2 separate regions of the Sus scrofa genome follow, and region 2 is linked to region 1. A link is a contact called in public HiChIP or PLAC-seq data. All regions are on one chromosome and are shown on one strand. The core of a region is the stretch at or near the end of the contact, and the rest is flanking DNA. Distances in the headings are between cores, read along the strand shown.

The links. HiChIP or PLAC-seq counts read pairs in DNA pulled down with a chosen protein or histone mark.
Region 2: a contact with region 1 is called in an H3K27ac HiChIP or PLAC-seq map of alveolar macrophages. The contact joins two enhancer-like sites. A contact is called at or near these places in 1 of 5 promoter capture datasets (liver), 3 of 47 Hi-C or Micro-C datasets (fetal skeletal muscle, liver and subcutaneous adipose tissue) and 1 of 2 datasets of contacts at active chromatin or transcription factors (alveolar macrophages).

The regions. Positions count from the first base shown.
Region 1 is chr12:39,533,431-39,540,433 of Sscrofa11.1, reverse strand. All of the region lies in intron 3 of LOC100515857 (C-C motif chemokine 3), which reads left to right. Among named protein-coding and RNA genes, the nearest start is that of CCL3L1, 45 kb to the right of the region's middle. Within about 2 kb of position 4,528, at least 3 of the 83 cell types and tissues checked have an H3K27ac peak or open chromatin away from gene starts, as enhancers often do. A contact at or near this core is called in alveolar macrophages, where this site is marked.
Region 2 is chr12:39,630,327-39,637,329 of Sscrofa11.1, reverse strand. No RefSeq gene overlaps it. Among named protein-coding and RNA genes, the nearest start is that of CCL16, 16 kb to the right of the region's middle. Within about 2 kb of position 2,814, at least 9 of the 83 cell types and tissues checked have an H3K27ac peak or open chromatin away from gene starts, as enhancers often do. A contact at or near this core is called in alveolar macrophages, where this site is marked.

The sequences.
Region 1 (7,003 bases), core at 3,279-5,778:
GGCTGCTTATTGGCCGATAGGGACTGAGACCCAGGCTTGTGCGTGTCAAGTGTGATCCTGTCCATTACGACTGGGTACATGGAGCTCTATTTTTATAGTCAAAATGACAACAGGAGGCTTTGGAATTCTTATCTTTTAAAAAGGGTTGGTGTTGTCTAGGTTCTTATTAGACCCTTCAGTGCTGCTTCTGCTTGACATGTGTAGACAGAAGCCAGCACCCTCATGGAGGCTGTAGCAGCCATTCCTCGGCTAGTCTAGATTTTTTTCCCTGTCTTTAGTTATTTCCGGACACTTATTACCTTCCTCTCTGCCACTGAAGACCCGTTAATGCCAGTCCACCAGTCCTTTAGCGCTTTCTGTGATTCTTCTCTCTGATCTGTGTGGGTGGAGTTTTGCATCTCCTACTAAGGTGACAGCTGACTTTCTTCAGTAATTTCTTCCCCCATAATTGAATCGTGAATTTCATGGTCTTCCTGACTGTTTGGGCACCATTCCCCATGTCTGATTGGATCCTGTGTACCTGCCAAACCTTTGTCCATTTCCAAGGCACATCACAATGTCATACAGGTGACAGCTTGGACTGGAGTGGGGCTCTTCCCCAGCTGGGAAGAAGTGCGCTTCAAAACAAATTTGTTACAGTTAATCTCTCCTGGCTGCCCTCTTCTCTTTAGGCTTGTTTCTGAACCCATGAGACCCCATCCATCGATCCTTCCCTCCATCCACCCCTCCCTCCCTCCCTCCCTCCATCCCTCTATCCCTCCATCCAATAGTTTCTAGTACCTACTCTGTTCCCAGATACTTCTTTAAGCACTGAAGGTGAAGCAGTGAATAAATATCAAAAACTCTCTACCCTCGTGTAGCGTACACTCTAATTGCAAGGAGACAGGTAAACATAAACAAGTAAATATATAGGACAAGTTGATAAACGCCATGGAGTTAAAAGAGAAAAGGGAAGATCAGGAATTGTGGGGAGAGGGAGGGGCTAAATAATAGAGGATGTTTAAAGGAAGCCTTTCCTGATAAGGTGGCATTTGAGCAGAGGAAGCTGTAGGAAGCTGACTAGATCTGGGGGAAGAATATACCAGCAGAGGAAACGGACATAAGACCCTGTGGCTGGATCCTACCTGTTGTGTTTGGGGAACAATAGGGAAGGCAGTGAACTTGAATGGAGGAAGCTAGGGAGAAAATAGGAGATAAGGTCAGTTGGAATTGGAGGCCGGTGGGCAGATCATGTAAAATGTTGTGGGCATCGTGAGGACTTTTTCTTTCTTTCTTTCTTTTTTTAGGGCTGTACCTGTAGCATGTGGAAGTTCCCCAGCTAGGGGTCAAGGTGGAGCTACAGCAATGCCAGATCTGAGCCTCATCTGCAACCTATAGCACAGCTTAACCAGGTACTTAACCCACTGAGCAGGGCCAGGGATCAAACCTGCATCCTCATGAATACTAGTCGGGTTCTTTACCACTGACCCATGGTGGGAACTCCTCTTTTTTTTTTTTTATTGAAGTATATTTGATTTATGATGTTGTTAGTTTCCAGTATACAGCAAAGTGATTCAGTTATATGTATGTTTTGGTTATATGTATGTTTGCCACCTTATCAGGAAGAAGCAAGGCTCTCTGCTCAGCCAAGACTGCCTCCAGGAGTGGGGCTGAGGGATAGGCTTCTTCTGGGCTGAGCTGGGGAGCCAGAAGCTGGGCAGTGGATTCCATAGAAGCCAGTTGTAGCTTGTCACCCTCAAGTTGGTGCTGCAGGGTTCCTGCACAGGACGCCGCAATGGTTTCGTGACTGAGAAGTCGGATGAGTCACCATCCTGAGACTAAGGGGGTTCCTGGGATGTGTGACTTTTGGTGCTAACGCAGGGGTGAGTGGGTCACCCTGCTGGCATGTCAGGCAGAGGGGACGTCTCCCACCTCTGTTCCCACCAAGTTCAGAGTGGGCACCCGAGTGTTTCTTCAATTTCTTTTCATTGGGGTAAAATGCATAGAACATTTGCCACCGTAGACATTGCCAAGGGTGCAGTTCAGTGGTGTCAAGTCCATTCCCACACTGTGAAACCATCGCCACCATCCATCCGCAGAACTGATGGATCCTGCGGAACTGAAACACCATCCCATTAAACAATAGCTCCCTCTCCTCCCCCCAGCCATTGGCAGTCTCCGCCATTGGCTTTCTGTCTTTATGAATTTGACTCCTCTGGGTATCTCGGGTGTCGGTGGAATCATACAGTTTCTTTTGGTGACTGGCTGATTTCACTTCACTTCAAGGTTCATCCATTTTGATAGCATACATCACAATTTCCTTCCTTTTTTAAAGCTGAACATTCCATTGTATGGATATACAACATTTTGCTTACTTGTCCATCTGTTCATGGACCCCTGGGCTGCTCTTGCATTTTAGCTATTGTAAATAAGTATTGCAAATACCTCTGTAAGACCCTGTTTTCAAAGTCTGCATATGTACCCAGACAAGGGATTGCTGAGTCATAGGGTAAATCCTTTTTTAATTTTTGTAGGAACTGCCACATTGTTTCCCACAGCCATTGTACCATTTTATATTCCCATCACAGTGCACAAGTGTTCCAATATCTCCACAGCCTCACCACCATTTGCTATTTTCTGTAACTTGTAGAGTAGCTCTATTTACGGTACAAGGTAATACCTCATTGTGGTTTTAAGCACCTGTGGATTTTTTTTAAAAAATTAGTTTTCTGGAGTTCCCGTCGTGGCGCAGTGGTTAACGAATCTGACTAGGAACCATGAGGTTGCGGGTTCGATCCCTGCCCTTGCTCAGTGGGTTAACGATCCGGCGTTGCCGTGAGCTGTGGTGTAGGTTGCAGACTCGGCTCGGATCCCGCGTTGCTGTGGCTCTGGCGTAGTCCGGTGGCTACAGCTCCGATTGGACCCCTAGCCTGGGAACCTCCATATGCCGCGGGAGCGGCCCAAGAAATAGCAACAACAGCAACAACAACATCAACAACAACAACAGACAAAAAGACAAAAAAAAAAAAAAATTAGTTTTCTATAATGGGGTTCCAGTTTGTCTGTCAAGAAAATGTTCTCCTTGGAGTTCCCATTGTGGCTCAGTGGGTTAAGAACTTGACCTAGTGTCTGTAAGGAGGCAGGTTCAATCCCTGGCATTGCTCAGTGGATTAAGGATCCTGTGTTGCCTCTAGCTGCAGTGTAGGTTGCAGACATGGCTTGGATCTGGCATTTCTGTGCCTGTGGCCTAGGCCAGCAGCTACAGCTCTGATTTGACCCCTAGCCTGGGAACTTCCATATGCTGCAGGTGCGGCCCTCAAAAAGAAAAAAAGTTCTCCTACTAAAAAGAAAAATGTAACCCCCTGTTCTCATGGAAAGAGCAGGAACTTTTGATATAGTCAGAGACATTGTTTTTAGTCGTAGAGTCCACTACTTAACAAGCTATGGGAACTTCGGAGTCATTTCATTAAGCTTTTAGAGCTTCGCATGGTTCCTGAAAGGAGTATGTGACATAAACAATCTGAGTGAAATCTTCCTTGTTGTGTTCTCATGGAGACCTTCCTTAGAGCTGCTGTTCGTGCATTCAGTAGATGGATGCCAGGCACCTGCTAGGCCCTGGGGATACAGAGGCAGACAAGAAAAGCAAGGCTTCTGCTGTTTAGGTGCTCAAATCGTAGGGGGGAAGGCAGACAACCAAGGTTAGTAGGAGGTAGAATTACAAGCTAGGAAGAAAATCAACCTTGGTGACATGGCAGAGCCTGACAGTTGAGTGGAGTTGGCTTAATCATTATGCCAGTCAGGGGGGCCTCTTCAGAGGGGCTCTTCTTGCAGCCGGGACCAGCTTATTGAGGAGGAGCCAGGCTTGCAAAGATCAGGGGAGGTGTGTCCTGGGAGAGGGAACAACAAGGACAAAGGCTGGAGGTGGAATGATGTAGGCGTGTTTGAGGAATAGGTGGAAGAGCATGTGACCGGAGAGAAGGGAGGTCAGGTTCATGGTCCCAGTCCTATGGGGCTGGTCCCCCAATAGCTTTCATCCCCTTTCATCCATGTGGGCCCTGCAGGCAGTGACAAAGCTGGCCTGCGTGGCTTATCCTCTGGGGCCCTGGCTAGCTGTATCCTGGCAAGGAGGTGGGTGAGTGGAACGGGGCACTTGTCCGCTGCTTTAAGGGGAAGCAAGGAAGGGAAGACCATGGATTCCTCCCCTGACACTTCAGTCTCCCTCCTGCAGGTGGATGGAGAGGGTCTGAGCTACCTGATTTCTCCCGACAAATAAGAGCCTAGGTGGGGAGCGGTGCCTTGCATCAGTTTTGTAAGTTCCGGAGCTGGAGAGGCACGGTAGTGAGTACTTCTGATGGCTGCCTTTCTCCTGCTGACCGGGGGTTACTGGGTGTGCACAGGACCAGACAGGTGGCAGACAATGGCTTTTGCTCCTTGGTTAGCAGAATATCGGATGTGGGGAACACACAGCGGCAGCAGGATGGAAGAAGCTGAGTCATACCACCGTTTGGGTCCCTATGCTCATTCCTGGCCTCCTCGAATCTAAGTTCATGGTGACACTGAGTCATCTGCCTTCCAGGCTTTCTAAGCAACATGCACCCTTCTCTCAAAGCTTTATTCTTGCCTCACTGACTCTACCTCCCTATTCAAAAAAGAAAGGGCTATGAAACAAAACAAAACAAAAAAAACCAAAAAAGAAAGGACTGGGGTTGGGGTTGGGGGTAATTGGGAAAGATCAAGGCTCCAAGGGATTTTTTTTTTTTTTTTTTGGTTAAATTGTTTTTGTTTTTGCATTGGCGCGTATGACAATGTGCTGGCCCACAGTAGACTGTACATTAGTTTCCTGAATTTTACCGTTTTCCCAGCTGATTCCAGAGTACTTGGATTAAATACTGGAGGTCAGAACCTTTGTCTACAGCTCTTTCCAGCCCACCATTCCTCAGATGTCCGAGGAATCTGCCAGAGAAGGAAGTGGAGTTGACCAAGCCTCACTCCCCGTAGCCGCACCCATGCTGACTTGCAGTGGACACTTCCTTTTGAAAATGCCAACAAAGGGTTTCTTAGCAAGAATTGCATAGGTAGGACATTTCCCTGTGGTACAGGGGGTTAAGGACCTGGCATTGCCACAGCTGTGGTGCAAGTCGCAGCTGTGGCACGGGGTTCAATCCCTGGCCCAGGAACTTCCACATGCTGCAGGTGCAACCTAAATAAATAAATACAAAGGATTGCGTAGGTGTAGACTCCTGTCCATGCTAGAGGGGACTAACCTCTCTCAAGTTCACGGCACCTGTCTTCTTTCCTATTCCTTTTTAACAAATAATTTATTATTATTTTTTTTTAAATGAAAGAATGGTTGCTTTCAGGGTTGTGCCAATTTCTGCTGTACAGCAAGTGACATTCTTTTTCTCATATCACCTTCCGTCATGTTCTGTCCCAAGAGTTTGGATATAGTTTCCTCTGCTCTACAGTAGGATCTCATTGCTTCTCTAGTCTAGCCTTTTTGTTTTGTTTTGTTTTGTTTTTTGAAAGCTGATTACTTTGGGGAACACCTGACATGAATCTAGACTTACCTGACCTAATGGGAAATTCATCGACCCAGACTAAGCCTCTTGCCGTGTATTCATGAATGTGGCCTCAATTATCCATGCTCTTTTTCTCTGAACCATTTAGCCTGGACCTTTCTGAAAGAGAGACCTCTTTCTTGGCTTCAAGCCATTACCATTTCTCTTCATAGAGAGCCCATGGCATTAGAAGATAGAAAGCGGGGGTGGCTGGGAGGGAACATTTTAATCATAGTGTTGGTGTTATGCCATGAGTTGGGTAACCCCGGTTGTTCACACCCTTTGGTTAACAGAGGGGTTTGGGGTATCTGTAAGAACAGCTCAATTTCTCCATTGGTTGGCGACACTTCTGATGAAATTATTCTTTGAGGTCCTTCTGAAGAAATGATTTCACTGGATTGTGGGCAGCCAGGAGCTGGGTCTTGCAACAGGCCTGCTAGCAAGGACAGATGTGTGTACGCCCTGTAGGCTCTTTCTCTCCCAGAGAGCAGAAGATGCTGATGCTTTTTCACAACTGACCCGACCACACAGATGTGATATGAATGATGATGTGATAAAATTAGCAGTCCAGTTCAAAAACAACCCTCGCTACCTGGGCTGGAAAATGCACCAAGATGGCTTCCTTGGTCCCATGTCTGAGGCCTCGGTTGGGACTGTCAGCTGGAGCTGTGTGCATGTGCCCCTTCCAGAGGGCGGTCTGAGGGCACAAAGATGAGTATTTCCGGTGAATAAGGTGGGAGCTGCATGACTTGTGATGACCTAACCTCAGAAGTCCCCTCACATCTCTTTCACAATAATCTATTGCTCAGAGCAGTCACAGCCTCTCCAGATTCAAGGAGAGGGGACCTAGACCCCACCTCTTCACGAGAGGACTGTCAGAAGATTATGGCCATGTTTTAAAACCACCACAGTTTTTTTTTTTCTTTTCCTATAAATATTTGTATTAGCTTCTTATTGCTGCTGTAACGAATTACCCCGAACGCAGTGGCTTATTTTAACATACGTCTAGGAGTTCCCGTTGTGGCTCAGTGGGTTACGAATCTGACTAGTATCCATGAGGATGTGGGTTCCATCCATGGTCTTGCTCAGTGGGTTAAGGATCTGGTGTTGCTGTGAGCTGTCATATGGGTTGCAGATGTGGCTTGGATCTAGCATTGCTGTGCCTGTGGCATAGGCCGGCAGCTGCAGCTCCAATTTGACCCCTAGCCTGAGAACCTCCATATGCCAAGGGTATGGTCCTAAACAGAAAAAAAAAAAAAAAAAAACTCCAAGAAAACAAAAAAATAAACTCAACGTACATTTATTCTCTCACAGTTCTGGAGACTGGCTATCTGAAATGAGTCTCACTGGGTTAAAATCAAGGTATCTGCAGGGCTGCCTATTCCTTTTTGGAGGCTTTAAGGGAAAATCCATTTTCTTGTCCTTTTTTTGGCTTCTAGAGGCTGCTGGCATTCCTTGTCTTTAGC
Region 2 (7,003 bases), core at 1,565-4,064, 99 kb before region 1:
GATGCATGGTTAAGGATCACACCCCCCTCCGCCCCCTGTCACGGATGCACACAACCCTCCAGCCACAAAACCACCCCCTCGTGTTGAAGACACTCAGGCTGCTCTCCTGCCCCAGCCCTGCAGACACTCAGACCACCGGCCTTTCTCTCCCCTGAGCCTCACTGGGCTGCTGAGAGCACGAGGGACCCCTTTTTTTTTTATGTCACATAGCTGCCTTTGACATGTAGTTTCAGCCCTCTTTAGGAAGCTTAATTCCCACCCCCTCCCTGCCCCCAAGGACCAGGCAGGAAATGCTCAGAATGTAGGATGTGGAACTGTTTTGTTAAAAGATAGAAAGAAAAGACATAGAAAAGACGAAGTTGAGTCCCAGTGAAGTGGGGCTGGGCCGAGGCCACCTGGATGTCAGATGGGCTGGATTTTCTTTACTGTTGTGTGGAATTCATCCTTTGCCCCTTCTGTTAAATGAGGGATAATTGTAGACAATTCTTCCCCCAAGGCTTTTGGGAAGATTAAATGAAATGACATAAAGAATTGGGCAGGGCTTAGCAGGTTGTTAAGGACTCATTACAAAATCGCTGATATTATCTTGATTTTTCTCTCAAGCCCTCTGTCCTTTTGGTCTCTCTCTCTTTTTTCCTCTCTTGCCTCCACTCTCTCCATCAGTGAAAAGGCAAATGGTAGCCCCATGACGAAGCTCTGCTGCGAGGAAAAGGATTTCCTGTTGGGAGTGAGGGGCTGGCTCATGGAATGGGGATTGTCATGACCCCAGGTTGTGGGCAGCCAAGCCAAAGCATGGACTAGCCACCTCCCTCACCTCCAGCTCCTTGAAAACCAGTTCCACCACTGACGACCTCTGACCCTGGGCAAAGGGTTGAATTTTCCCAAGGCTTTTTCCCTACTGGTAATGTGGGATATACTGAATACTGCACAACCCGTGGCTGGGATAGTTGATCAGCTCACTCTGTGTCACAGGGCCAGCCGGATGCCCATGGCTCATGCCCAGGATATGAAGCTGCCTAAGCTAAAATGAGGTACTGGTCATGTTGCAGGAAGGAGGACCCATTCCAGGGCCCAAGCATGGGTGCTAGTCTAACACTCAGAAATGAATTGTCCGAGGAGCCACATGTGAGGACAAAGCAAAAGACTTTATTGGGAAGGGGAGCCCGGGGGACAGCAGCGGGATGAGGGAACCCAGAAGAACTGCTTTGCCACATGGCTCGCAGTCTCCAGTTTTGTGGGAATGGGGTTAGTTTCCAGGTTGTCTCTGGCCAGTCATCTTGCTTGGCCTGTGCTTGGTCTGGCTCAGGGTCCTTCCTGGTGGCGCACGCACTTCTCAGCCAAGACGGATTCCAGCGCCAAGAATCATGGGAGGTTGGTCGTCTCCTCCCTCCTATTGGCCTCTCCCCAGTCCTCCCGGTTAGTCTTCAGGGCGGCACTGTCTGTCTTATCAGGGCTTCCTGCTCTGAGACAGCTCATGCAAGCCATGCTCATGCCTGGTCGACGACTGGGAGTCATTCTTGACTTTTCTTCCTCTCACACCTTTCTGAGGTTGGGCTCCCCCTGAAGCAGACCATGAGATAAGGAATTGAGGGCAAGGAGTTCCTTGGGAGGTGATCCTGGGAATTTCTAGTAGGGAGGCAAGAAAGGAAGCATAGCAGATAAGGACTTAACTTCAGGGTTTTTCAGGGAGCACATTACTATTTTTTTGTCTTTTTTTTTTTTTTTTTTTTTTTTTTTTAGGGCTATACCCATGACACATGGAAGTTCCCAGGCTAGGGGTCAAATCGGAGCTTAGCTGCTGGCCTACACCACAGCTCACGGCAATGCCCGATCCTTAATCCACTGAGCAGGGCCAGGAATCGAACCTGCATCCTCATGGATACTAGTCAGATTTGTTTCTGCTGAGCCACAGCAGGAACTCCAGAGCACATCACCATTTTAATGGGGCATCTTTCAACCCTGCTGGGGACCTCTGGGGGTACCGGGGACCTCTGGGAGATGGTGTGTAGTGAGCCATTTACCCACCAATGCATGCCTATCATTGATCAGGGCTGCTTTGGGGTGAGCCACCCCTCATCTTGCTGGGGGTGGGCCCTGGGGCAGAGGTGCTTGTGATGGAGGGACTGCCTGTTGTTGTGTGGCCCAGACTGAAAGGAGGAGCCTGACTAATATGGGGGCTTTGGAAACAGAGGCAGGCTGGGCAGTGGGAGCCCAAGCCCTTCCTCAGCTAGTGCCCTGGGAGCTGGGCTGGGAGCGTAGTTACTATAAAGATGGCCTGTAGAGACCACGGGCCGGGCTGGTTCAGGCACTGACTGGTCCCATCTGGGAGCCTTGGAGTCAGACAGACAGAGATGGGAACTTTGGTTTGGTCCCTTGCTAGCTAGTGTGTTGGAGCTCTTGGCTAGAAACTCTCTGAAATTCTCCGTGGTTTTCTCCTATGTCCTGTGGCTGTGATCCCTGCCCGGCTGTGTCGACATTAGGATTAGGTGACAATGTATAAAGTGCCTGACACATAAAGAGATGGCCTGTGAGCGTTATTTACCTTTTCATTTCCAATCACCCCACCGCTTGCTCGAAACTGGGCTGTGGCAGGGTTCCAGGGGGGTCAGAAATGGTTTTGGAAACAGACACTTCTTTGGAAGTGACCGAAAGAACTCCAGCTGGAAAAGGGGAAGTGGAGGCACTTTGATGACTCAGAATTTCCATTTTGGGCTCCCAGGCAGGATTGGGGGGATGGTCTGCCATCGTGAGGTGTAAGCAGACAAGACTGAACAAGGCCAGGGCTTATTACTCAGGGGGGATTTATGGACACTGGGTGGAGAGGAAAAGGCCCCTGCCCCTCCCCCTCCGCTCCCCTACCTCCGAGGTGGGGGTGGGGGTGGGGTGCTGGCTGGGACTCTATTCCATAGTAAGGCAGGAAAGGAGGTGGGTGGGCACCCTGCCAGTCCTTCGGCTTGGAGCCACAGGCTGCTCTTTGAACCCTGGAGGGAGGCAGCTAGAGGTCCCATAGTGGTTCAGCCTCAGGATTGGGTCAAGGAAGTCTGTGGTCAGCCTGGGAGCCACCGTGGGAACTCCCTCAACTGACTCCTCACTTGTGGCTCTCCACATCAGGGACGTAGGGTAACAAAAATTAATGAAAACTATGGAAGCAAAACGCAAACCTAGAAAAGATTCAGATCATTGTCATGGATTCAAATAATGCAGAAATACCGAGTTCTGGCTAGAATCTAAGCCTATAAACTCAGGTTTGTAGGAAAGAAAATGTTACTGCTAAACCTAGCCTAAGTGTATTTTTCTTTTTCTTTTTCTTTTTAGGGAGGCACCTGCAGCATATGGAAGTTCCCAGGCTAGGGGTCAAATCAGAGCTGCAGCTGCCAGCCTACACCACAGCCACAGCAATGCCGGATCCAAGTTGCATCTGTAGCCTATGCCACCGCTTGTGGCAATGCAGGATCCTTAACCCATTCAGCGAGGCCAAGGATTGAACCCACACCTCATGGATACTAGTCCGGTTCTTAATCCACTGAGCCACAATGGGAACTCCCCCTGATGTGTATTGTTATCCTGCTCTTTTGCTGGCCTGGTGGGAAACTTTAACTTCAGCCTTTCTGGGCTGTTCCAGATGTTGGGAGGCCCATGTGAGGAAGCTCTGTCCCCAGGTTACTGCCGAGCTGTCCTCCCTGGGGTTAGCATGGCCTGTGGGTCTGGTGGAGTTCTGATAGTTTGGGTCACACTTGAGGACAGGGAGATCTTGCCCAGGGCTGCTGTGCCCCATGTGCCATGATGTTCTCCCAGCCCCTCTTTGGGGTCTCCCTGTGTCATCTTAAAGAACAACATACAATGCAAGGGGTGTGAGTTTAAGTTTCATTCAGGAACTTACTGAGGACTATAGCTTGGCAGACAGCCTTTCAGTAGCTCTGAGAAAACTGCTCTGAAGAGGTGATGGAGAAGCCAGTGTATGTATGTATGTATATATATGTATGTGCATGCATGTATATGTGTATGCAGGCATATGTGTGTGCATGCATGTGTTTGTATGCATAGGTATATGTATGTGTATGCATATGCACACACATGCGTATGTGTGTGCATGCATGTGTATTATGTGTATGCATGTGTATGTATGTATATATATGTATGTGAAGGTATATGTAGGTGCATGTATGTGTATGCACATGTATGTACATGTGTATGTATGTGTAGGTGTATGTATGTATATCACATATATATAGTGATTTTTGGCTGGCAAGTCCATGCAGTCTTTGGTAAAAGATTACTGCTAGTTACAAAGAAGAGATATCCCAAGCTAACGGCTTCAGTGCTTTTCTATATAAGAGAAGATGTAAGAATCTGGGTTCATTAAAATTCTTCTTGACATAAACATCTAACTAACTAAGGGGCCTGCTTGTCCGAAGCACAGAGCAACACCCTGTTGTCTTTCCTCTCAGAGTGAACTCTCACTTAGTGACCTCAGTGGGTTGTGACTTAATCCTTGTAGAGCTGGGTGGGGAGCAACATTCTCTGTTCATCTTTGTTTACACCTGCTTCCTGGCTGTGATGCTGGGATGCCCAGGCTGCACCTACCTCCCTCCAGCCCAACTCAGGACTCTCTTTTTGGCCTGGAAGAAATCCACACTCTTGGGAATTCCTGTTGTGGCTTAGCGGTAACGAACCCAACTAGTATCCATGAGGACCAGGGATCCCTGGCCTTGTTCAGTGGGTTAAGGATCTGGCATTGCTGTGAGCTGTGGTGTAGGTCGCAGATGCGACTTGGATCTGGCGATTTGCTCCGGCTGTGGCTGGCAGCTGCAGCTCTGATTTGACCCTTGGCTTGGGAACTTCCATATGCCACAGGTGCAGCCCCCCCTCCCCCAAGAAAAAGAAAGTAAGTAAAATAAAGAAAGAAAAAGAAAGAAAGAAATTAATTCACACCACTCTTTAATAATTCTGGTGAAGACATAGAAATCTGCTTTGGATCTTTTATTCTTTGTACAGGGGGCTTTTAGAACACACAAGCCAAGGAGGCGTACAGCTTTTCTCTCTACCCTGCCTCATCGTTCCCCTGAGAGAGAGGCGGGAACTGCATGGTGCAGACTATCTGCTTGAAGAAGGGAATGGAAGAGGGGATAAACATAGGAAAATACTCCCAAATATCCCATCAGGGAATAAAATGAGGAAGCCTGCCTTGCAATAGAGCTCCCCTCCCGACTGTTAACTCTGAGCGGTTTGCCCTGCATTTGCGCATGTGCAGATTTGGTAACCTGAGTTAGTCCCTAAGAAAGTAATGTCCCTCTGCAGCTGGGGCATTTCTCCATCTCCTTCCCATACCTCTTTCCCATTTAAAAATGCCATGTTGGGAGCTCCCGTCGTGGCGCAGTGGTTAACGAATCCGACTAGGAACCATGAGGTTGCGGGTTCGATCCCTGCCCTTGCTCAGTGGATTAAGGATCCGGCGTTGCCGTGAGCTGTGGTGTAGGTTGCAGACGCGGCTCGGACCCCGCGTTGCTGTGGCTCTGGCGTAGGCCGGTGGCTACAGCTCCGATTCAACCCCTAGCCTGGGAACCTCCATATGCCGTGGGAGCGGCCCAAGAAATAGCAACAACAACAACAGCAACAAAAAGACAAAAAAAAAAAAAAATTTTTTTTAAGAGTTCCTGTTGTGTTGTGATGGTGTTGGCAGTATCTCTGGAGCGCTGGGATGCAGGTTCGATTCCTGATCTGGCATCGTGGGTTAAGGCTCTGGTGTTCCCACAGCTGTGGCATAGGTTGGTTGCAGCTGCAGCTTGGATTTGATCCCTGGCCCAGAAACTTCATATGCCACAGGGTGGCCAAAAAAGAAAAAAAACACAAAAATTTTTTTGGATGAGATTTTGTTTACTATATAACGAATCCCCTTTCTTGAAAAAAAATAACACGATTAAATGAAATTATTTAATTTTCATTTTCAAGAAGATTGTAGTCCACTCCAGTGTGATTTATAGCAAAATCTTTCTTTAACATCACAAGGTCAGCCTCATGATCTGTCATGCTGTCATGACATATGTTGGGGATAAAAATGTCTTCCTTGTCTTTTATTCTTTTTTACAAAATTTTATTGGAGTATAATTGACTTACAGTGTTGTATTAGTTTCAGGTGTACAGCAAAGTGAATCACTTGTACATATAAATATATCCATTCTTTTTTCCCATATAGGTTATTACAAACTATTGAGATTTTTCCTATGCTATATCTATATACAGTAGGGTCTCGCTAATCATCTATTTCATACAGCATTGAGCATATGTTATTCCCACTCTCCCAAATTCTCCCTCCCTCCAACAATTTCTCCTATAGCAACCATAAGATTGGTTTTGAAATCTGTGTTTCTGTTTTATAAATAAGTTCTTTTGTATAATTTTTTATTAGACTCTACATATAAGTGATAGTGTATGATATTTGTTTTTCTCTGTCCAACTTCACTTAGTGTGATAATCTCTAGGTCTATCCATGGCATTATTTCATTATTTTTTATGGCTGAGTAATATTCCATTGTATATACGTATGTAAGTATACAACAGAATGTTACTGTATATATGGACATTTAGGTTGCTTTCACATCTTGGCTATTGTAAATAGTGCTGCAATGAACACTGGGGTACATGTATCTTTTTGAGTAACGGTTTTCTCCAGATATATGCCCAGGATTGCTGGATCATATGGTAGTTCTATATTTAGTTTTTTAGTTCAGCGTTCAGGGCTGGAAACTTGGGCTAAGGTTTTTTTTTTTAATTTATTTTTATTATTATTATTTTTTAATGGGCTAAGTTTTTTGTTTCTGTTTTTGCAGTGGCTTGATGTAGGATCTTAGTTCCCAGACCAGGGATGATTGAACCTGGGCCATAGCAGTGAAAGCAGTAAGTCCTAACCACTAGACCACCAGGGAACTCCCTTGGGCTAAGTTTGAATAAAGAATTTGGGATTCCCTTTTACTTATTTTTTTTTCTTTCTGGGTTTCCTCCTCAC